Regions from separate parts of the Hordeum vulgare genome. Here region 2 is linked to region 1. The links are chromatin contacts, called in public Hi-C maps. All regions are on one chromosome and are shown on one strand. Each heading gives the region's core, a stretch centred on a gene start, on an enhancer-like site or on the middle of the called end of the contact. The rest is flanking DNA. Distances are from core to core; before and after follow the strand shown. Region 1 has its middle 49 kb from the start of LOC123403895. Region 2 holds the start of LOC123403822.

Evidence for each region. Hi-C and Micro-C count contacts between places; a contact is called where the count stands out from the background.
Region 2: a Hi-C map of leaf shows a contact between it and region 1, with 2.4 times the contacts expected there. The contact joins the promoter of LOC123403822 here to the enhancer-like site in region 1. A contact is called at or near these places in 2 of 6 Hi-C or Micro-C datasets (both in leaf).

The regions. Positions count from the first base shown.
Region 1 is chr6H:388,272,222-388,276,553 of MorexV3_pseudomolecules_assembly, reverse strand. No RefSeq gene overlaps it. Among protein-coding and RNA genes, the nearest start is that of LOC123403895, 49 kb to the right of the region's middle. Within about 2 kb of position 1,538, at least 3 of the 3 cell types and tissues checked have open chromatin away from gene starts, as enhancers often do. A contact at or near this core is called in leaf, where this site is marked.
Region 2 is chr6H:388,430,373-388,434,993 of MorexV3_pseudomolecules_assembly, reverse strand. It overlaps LOC123403822, which reads right to left and starts at 2,931. Exons shown (of 12, transcript XM_045097738.1): 1 at 2,079-2,931; 2 at 1,569-1,835; 3 at 1,393-1,467; 4 at 1,250-1,308; 5 at 1,027-1,162; 6 at 822-918; 7 at 668-734; 8 at 350-448; 9 at 104-193. The coding sequence starts at 1,821.

The DNA.
Region 1 (4,332 bases), core at 289-2,788:
GACCCACCTCCATTAGTTGTGGTCGAAGCCACACCTATTTGACCCATGTAGGTATCAAATACTCCGTGTGCACCATAATATATAACGTTTTAGCATCTCAAATTGAACTGCTAAAACATCATGTATTATTGGTACGAAGGGTGTAGATCTGACCATTAAGCCAACTTCTTATACATATGGGTGTATTGAAGTAGAGTAATACTTGATCATATGGGCCCCAAAATTTGGGGTCCTTGTTCGGTTTGCCCCTCTCAATGTCCTTCATCAACAGGCTCACTTGCACGCCATCTGATCTCTGCAATATATAAAAGTATACGCGGGTTCATATGGAGCTGTGTGATCCTCTCCAACCAAAACTTGGTCTCCTGTTTTACACCTGTAGCATCGGCGGTTCCACGTAGATGACGTACAAGACCGTATCAGGTGCGAGGAATGCTCACTGAACCATGACGTCAAAGGGGGCGAGGGAGGAGGCGATTGACGTGCAATGGTAGACGCTAGACGGTTTAGTATGAGAAGATTGCCAAAATAAGAGGACATTGGTGAAGGTGACACAACATCATGTAAAGGCCGGACCGCCTCTTGAAGTTGAAACAAAGCCAAGCCTTGCGGCTTAGAGGGTAGCAACTCGGCATGTACAACAAAGTTGAAATATATGACCACATTAGTCTTGGTTATCGAGTCAGTCGTAGCAGAAACGATTAGAAATCACAAGAAATTGGGGAATGGTCTAATGTGTAGCCGGAGCTTGACGATGCTCGATACGAGGAGAGATGGTGGGAACATTGTTGGTAGTTGTAGTGCACTCGTTGTTTTCACACGCACCACAAGCTTGTTTTTGCAGTACAAATGGGACACGTACACATCACTAGACATAAAGGAGCGCACCTCGCTATAGCCACATTTTTCACTTATGAGTTAAGCTACTCTTGGGTTATTTACAATTGGTGGGGGAGGTGGAGTGCGGGGGTTGAACATTCTATGCATATCGTATTCTCTGTTTAAGGTGGAAAATACTAATCTGAATCCCACATGCGAAAAATTCATGTGACTTCACTTCATGTGCATTTTGGTGATTTTTCACTTTAGCAACGTGTGCATGTTATTTTTGGGTTTCTACCACATCACCATTTTTTCATTTTCTATTTTCATTTTTTTTCTTTAATAAATACATAAACATTTTTAAATGGATGGCCATTTTTTAAACACATAGAAAAATAAACAAACAAAATTTCATGAAATTCGAACAATATCCATAAATTCGAAATATATGAATGAATTAAAAATCAAAATATATAACAATTAAGGATAGCCAAAAGAAAACCAGATATATACAAAAGAGAAAAGAAACAGACAAAAGAATCTATGAAAATTCTGTCGAGAAAACAAAATCGGTGCAAATCGTGGGCGACCGATCTAGTCCACCCCATCGGCCCAGCTCTCTTTTTCTTCCACTGAAGACGTTCAATATAAGTGGTGGGCTGGTCTGTGATGAGTTTTTTTAGTGGGTGGTCCGTGACGGAGTTGTGTGGGACGAAAGCCGTGATGTAGAAACAGACCATCGGCCCACGCATCCGCTGCCCCACAGCCCATCAGCAAGGCAGCGGTATGAGCGCGTTTTTTTTTGAGTAATGCTACACCTACAAAGGCTTACGTAAAGATTTTATGTACAAACTGATGTGTAAGATTGTGATTGGTAATTAAGGGATGAGGGGTCCCATCCCCACTGAAAATCAGGGGGAAGAGAAGAGTTAGTTTGTGTGTTCGTTGTTGTTAAGAACATCTCCAACAGCCGCGCTTCGCGCCGCGCCTAAAAAACATTTTTGTCACGCGTCCATCGCCTGGTTTGACGTGTCGCGCAGCGCTGGCTCCAGCAGCAGCACTAAAGTGCAGCGCGCACGCCGCTCCAGCAGCGCACAAAAATGCAGCGTGCGCACAACATTTTCAATTACAAAATGGACAAAATAAAAGGATTGCATACAATAAAAAAGATACAAAGTTATTTTACATAGATTGCAACTAGATAGATAGTTCGAAAATATAGATAGATAGTTCGGTGCAAGTAGATAGATAGTTCGAAAACATAAAACTTTTATTAATCCCAGTCGCTTCAATCATCACCACCATCGTCATCGTCGTTGGTGTCGTCAGAGGTTGACAACCAGATGTCCAACCAACGGTTATTTTCTTCAGTGAAGAAGGACCTCCCGCCTGCTGCGACGATGTCGGCTTGCGCACTCGCCAATGCCTTCCGCCGACGCCTGTCCAACCGCTCCTCGCGGCGCCGGCGCGTGTCCTCCTCGCGGCGTCTTGCCCAATAATCCTGCTCGTAGGCGACGTCCTCCGGGTGACGCCGGCGCCACTTCGTCATGACCCGCTCGTCCTCCTCGGCGACGAGAAGGCGACGCTGCCGCGCAGTGTGCTCCGCACGGTCTTGTGCGGAGTTTAGACGAGGCGGGGGGGCGACGTCCAGCGCCTGCTGGAGCGTGTGGACGTCCTGAAAGTTCATTTGACGGCGCGGCCTGTCTAGGCGCCACGCCGTCGCGTCGAACGCGCGGGCGGCCTCGTGCGCCGTGTCGTACGTGCCGAGGCTGAGCCGGAGATCGCCGGAGCGTATCTCGGCGTAGAACCCGCCGTTGGGGCGTTGGCGGACGCCGCGGTAGCCCAACGCAGAACGGCGGCACGGCGGCATAGTGGCGCGTCGGGGGCGGTGGCGCTGGGGCGGTGACGACGCGCGAGGTAGAGGATGAGAGAGCGGTGGCGGCGCGCGAGGGAGCGGTGGAGAGCGCTGCGTTTTATAGGCGCGCGGGAAGCGGCGCGGCAAAACTGACGCGCGAGCTGCCGTCTTTTCACGCACGCGCACAAGCGGTTCCTGCGTGCGTTTTTCCCGCCGCCGCTGGAACGCGTCAAACTGTACCGCACGCGTAAAAATAGCCGTTTACCGCGCGCGCGTCTTTTTACGCCACTGTTGGAGATGCTCGGCACGCCACATACGACTGAATACTGCACCGGAGTGCGACCGTCCACTTGCCAGCCCCAGCAAATCTGGGGATTGCCTGAGCGTTGGCCATTAAACCTGTAGGGGATTTCTAGCTCTGTACGGTGTCTGATACATACATGAGCCAACGGGAGAGACGGCCAAACTAACCGATACACGAGCATTTGTCACGTTGGTGTGAACAGTCATATTCTCCTCGTCCTACAGCGGCTGACGGGACAAGAACCTGAACAAGGATATACTACTACAAATTAGAAAGTGAAGTGAGCTAAAACGGCCCACCGATTTCGTGCTGGGCCAAAATCTTCACCTGCTTGCTGGTAAGAAACTCAGAGACAAGACTGGTCCGAAGCTCTGAACGTGCCAAAAGGCACACCATTGGATTAGTCTGCAGGCTGCTTCTCACCAGTATTTATTGCGCTTTTTCAGTTATCCCTGTCACAAGCATTAATTTTAAACACTGTCATTTTCATCCCCTATACCTAAATCAGGGTCGTCGATCGTGGTTTATCTCGAATAGCTCACCGTAGCACAGTGCTGTAGTATCGTGTGCTCATACAGTACAGTACAATACAGTTGTGGGTGGCGACTTTTCCGCCCCACGGCCGCGATGAGTTCGAGGCAGCGAGGCCTACACTAGACAGGGTAGAGGCATGTTCGGACGTCTGGGAGCGGGTCGATCGAAGGACGAGCCAGATGTGGAACGGACTTTGGGAGGTGGAGCCATGGGTCTATCCTCCGGAACCCGGTTCCCAGTTCCCGGCACGTCTAGCCGTAGCCGGTAGCTGGTGCCCACCTGGGCCGCCGGTCATAAAAAGCGGGGTACTAATTTCGTGTTTTGACCTTTGTCTTAAAATAAATCAAGATCTGACTTTCATTTACAAATTTTCGAAAATCTGCCTACTTTTATATCGTCAAAGACTATAAGGCCGGTCATAGTGGGGTATCATAGCTAGTAACAGAGTCTTGGAACTAGCAAACATGGTGATGTGACAAGTAATTAAAGAGGAGAGAGGGGATTAGAGTAACATAGGTAGATACCGTAACATGTTAGAGCAAGTACAATAAGGTACAGTCAGCAGGCTGTAAGGATTAAAATACTATATTTTTGATGAGTTGGATAAGAGAGAAGAGGAGAGAGAAGGAAAGCGGACTCTTCGTGAAGAGTCAGCTCTAGCACGTGCTCCTAGGTGTTTTGTGAGAATGAATGGTGGACCATATATGATAAAAGTGGTACTCTTTTATAGCTAACTATTGTACGAGCTAGCTATAAGATAGACTATAAGATGGCTTATAGCCAGCAGTTGGCTATACTATTAACCATGTTCTTAAAT
Region 2 (4,621 bases), core at 1,682-4,181, 160 kb before region 1:
ATTTTTTCCAGTTAAAGACATGGAATAAATTTGCAATTCGGAAATCAAAATAATTAAAATATTTTGGAATTATGAGAAAATAATGGTAAACTGGTATGCACACCTTTGCTTCAGCATACTTCCACTTGACAAATAGTGTGTGCTTTTTCGCCCATCCATCCAACAAAGGAAGCTCCGGTATGCTATCCTTAATCTGCAGAACAAGAACCTATAGATTCAAGCACGAAAGGATTTCATAATAGCTGTTGAATGCAAAAACAAAATGATGAAGTATGATGGGAAAGAACAGACCCATATTCTCATAACTTCACAAGCCCTTGAAAATAAGTCTGAGAGAAAGAAAAAACACCTGCTGCCAATATTTGACCATCTCGCAAGCTAAACGCCTTTTGACTGCTAAAGTGGCCTTTGGATTATCAATTGCCAATCCAAGTTGCATATCAACTCCCTGTAGCATTTGAAGATGGTAAGTCACTCAAACATCCCAAGAAGAAGAGTACAATAATAAACCCATGTATATCAAATTTAATTGCAATCAATGTGACGGGGTTGAAGTAATTCAGTTTTGGATGAGGTTATGCGCAAATCCATTATATATTCCGTTTTTAAAGAAGGGCTTATACTTTGCAAAAAACAAAACCAAAATTGTCAAATTATTGAAGAGTACCTGGCCAAGTCCTTGCAAGCTAAGAGCTTTTAGATTTCCCTCAACTAGATCAACTGGGAGTGCCCTTCTGAAATTAAGACAAAAGAGTTCAGTTGATGTGATCCTAAACATGGGCTCTTTGAGATTCATAAACTGATGTAACCAAGAATTAAACCTTTTTTCAGGCGGTATCTGCGGAAGTACTTGATTAACTGCACAATCCAAGTATCCAGCTGCTTTCAAGAAAACATCAACAGTGGCTCGCCTGCTCTCTGCGCCAGACAGACATGTGCGTTTTGTGTTGTTAGCACTTAGCAGTCTACTAAATCATGAAGACTAACAATGTTCTTGATCCAAGATGCAAGTACCGAATGACTAACCTTCGGACACTCTCGGCCCATGGCCGTCGCCGTATGACCTCGGAAGAAGCAGGGAGTTGGCCTGCAGGAAGCACACCATGGCCATCAGGTGCAGCACAGACAGCACCTCATACCAAGCATCGGCCATGGACGTCTCCTGCAACCAAACCATGAAGTAACTTTGAGCATCTTTTGCCAAGGGATCATCTCTGAAGATGGATGGATGTCACCCATCCTTAATTACCTCAGCGTCGTCCTCTTGGTTGGCCCAAACAAACTGCGCTTTGTTTCTCAGATCACTGCCTGCAGCATCACGCATGATGAATCAGCCAGAAAGCGGCATCATAAAACCCAAGCAAAACACTGGTATGATACTAGGATGCTCACTTTCTTTCACCAGTCCTAGCAGAACTGGCAGGTACTCTTCCAAAGCCTGGAGAAGGTTAGCAGTGCCAGACCCTCCTGAAAACCAAACAAACGCTACTAGATCAAAACAAAACCCCTCGTATATGTTTCACATATGCATCAGCCAAGCCAAGCAGGAGCCCCTCTGCTCTACACACCGTGCCGCGCCGTCCTCCGCCTCGGCTTCAGGGCCATGGCCGATTCCTGCATTGCCATTGTCACGACTGTTGCCCTTAGAGCCGACAGTCTGTCGACGGCGATCTTGTCCAGGTGATCACCGAGAGACTGCGAGAAGTCTACGGTCCTCGGTACCCGGAGCCCCGGGAGGAAGACGACCACCTCCCCGACGCTTCTCGGCCTCCCCTGGCGCACGACACCGGGATCCCTCCATTTCGACGCCCCACAGCCCATGTACGCTGCCCTATCTGCAGGAATGAATTTGTCGGAGAGCCGGTCAGCTGGGTTGTGAAGACTGCAGAATGAGGAAAGAAGTTTATCCCAAGGAACCTGTGGAGTGAAACCAAAGCTCAGCAATCAACTGTTTCAAGACACCAACGACCAGGAGACAAAGTGGCTAGGAAGCAAGCAAGCATGGAGATCGAAGGGAAAAACACACCCTGATTGATAGCACTACAAGAAGTGCAAAAGCATCGGAAAAAGATCCTCACCTTTGCTCCTTGCTTTACGGTGAGCCTTTCGGGCTTCGCTCAGCGGCCGCACTGATAATCTGAGCCGAAACGCTCGCCTTTAAGATTTAGCCTCGCTTGTTCTCTGCGACTGCGAGGAAGATGAGAGAAAGGAGGGGAGTGCAAGTTGAGCGAATGGAAGGAGGTGGAGAGTTGGCAGCTCCTTTGTGGGAAAGACAAAGCATATGACGGAGATTGTGTCAAGTTGGGGTTAGCTAGCTGAGCTGGAAATTAAGAAGTGGCATGGCATGTGCCTAGTACTCGAAAAGCAGTGCTAGGTCTCATGGTGCACCGAATTGACCACTTGATGTTTGTGCTCCGGTGGTTTCGTCTTGAAGCAATGGAAGGGTTTACTAAACTCTGGTTTGGAGCTGAAAACCGAGGGAGAAATCTTGTCGCATGTGCTCCTTCTTGCAGCAAAGGTACGTTGTAGAAAGAGTTCTCGTGTATTGGGATTTGATTTGATTTGATTTGGGGAAGTAGAAGTGGAGGAGAACGAACCAAGGTCGTCCTGATGTTGGATGGAGCTGGAAGAAGTCTAGTCTAGGGTGGGGGAGGAGGAGGGAAACGAGTTGTAAAATCTAGAACGGCGACGTGTATATTTAAAGGCACGTACTACGCGCTTGGTGATGTGTGGGGGCAACTGGCCAGGCACTGGCACGCCACAATGAGTAGGCGCCCACCTCTTGCCTGCTGCTGCTGGGCAGTCGCCAGAATGAAGTGGCAGCCCACTGATAAACAGTTTTTTGCCGATGCTAAGGAAAGGTTGACTGACAGGCATTTGTTTTTTAGAAAAGAGAACAAAAGGGTGAAATAGTTGTCACTTTATGATTTCTCCCATTTGTTTTCCATGTTTACATTTTTTTTTTCAGAATTCATCCATACTTGTTGGCGTGTCTCTGTCTATCTATATGGTCCTTCTCCTGGTGGCTAGCTATTTTCTGCTGAGGAGTATTATTGCGGATTGAGTGGGCTAGCTAGATTAAGCATTAGTGGCATGGTAACCAACAGATAATAGTACAAGGGTGAGGGCAGAGCAGGCACACACCACGTTTTCTCTCTCCGAAGCGATCTTTATTTGACTCGGAGGAACAACAAAGGAAGCCGAGCTTCCAGGGAGCCCTAAACTATCATGCACGATGATGGCAGCTGATCCGGCTTGGTTTTCTCTTTCTTTCGCTTTCATCTTATCTGCACTCCAAAGAAAATCTAGTGGCTGCATTTGTTATTAGATGAAAAAACGAAAGAAAGAAAATCAAGTTTCTTTAACCAGTTAATATGATTATTAGATTAGATGGCTTAGTGACTAGAACTATTTGCAGACAAATCTTGAAAGCCAAGAGACGCTAAGAGCATCTACAATAGCCGGACTCCTAATATCGACCCGACCGGACAGGCACAGGGACTATTAACCGGAGAGAAAAGAGAAAGATAAAGTTGATTCAATCGGATCCCTCATAGGCACTTTAAATGTTTGGACTGTCCACCACTTCTCATATTGCCGTCATATATGGAATATATATGAGGTGCCTCTGGACGTGTTCAGTTAGTGGTCCTGCATCTGCTACATAGGATTTGGCCAATCTTTTCTTTTTTGTTTATTCTTTTCTTTTTTTCTTATTTTATCTCCACCAATTACATGCATGTGACCGGACGTATAGGGAAAAAAATGGGAGACATGACTGTAAAAATAAAAATTTAAGAGACGAACGCGTCCAGTCGTGTCTGCGGGTGTTTGAGGGTCCGGAATTGCAGGTTGCGTTTGTAGATGTTCTAAGGTCTAATATAGGGAATGAAGTTTTGGTAGCACTGCACGGCCGCAAGGTGTGGGAGGTAAGGGCAACTCCAACACATGACCCCAAATCGTCCACCCGCGTCCGTTTGGGGGTAAACGGACATAAACCGTAGCCCAACGCACGGTGGCAAACGGACAAATGTTCGTTTTCGGTCCTCTTTCGATCGAATCCCGCCCCGAGTTTGGGTCACATTTGCGGCGAAACGGACAACGCGTGGACGGGCGGGACGCGCGCCCTTGTCCTTCCCTGGACCGCCCATCGGGGACACAACCGTTTTCTTCCTTCACTTTCCTCGCTCCACCCTCGCCATCGCTGCCGCCACGCACGTCGTCCACCTTGCTTTCCCCGTCGATGGAACAACCCCTTTTCTTCCTTCCTTGTTGTCACTTTGCCCTCCACCCGCAGTCGTCCACCTTGTTACCTGCGAAGGGGCTCAACGTGCCCTTTCCGTCTGCGTCTCCACCACGGCCGCAAGGTGTTCGACGGTTTGCTCGCAAGGTACAATGTGTAGCGGGGATGCATATTTCTTTCACAACTTCATTTGTTCATCGGAGGATTCATCCTCGAACGATGAGCACATAGTGGTGGCAGCATTGGTCGTCCATGACCACATCAGTAGGATGCGGCCTCGGTTCAGGGGATCAATTCCCGGCCATGCTCCAGCCTTTAACCGCAGTAGGGAGAAAGGGCACAACCTCCTCTATTCTGATTACTTTGAGAGAACCGTAC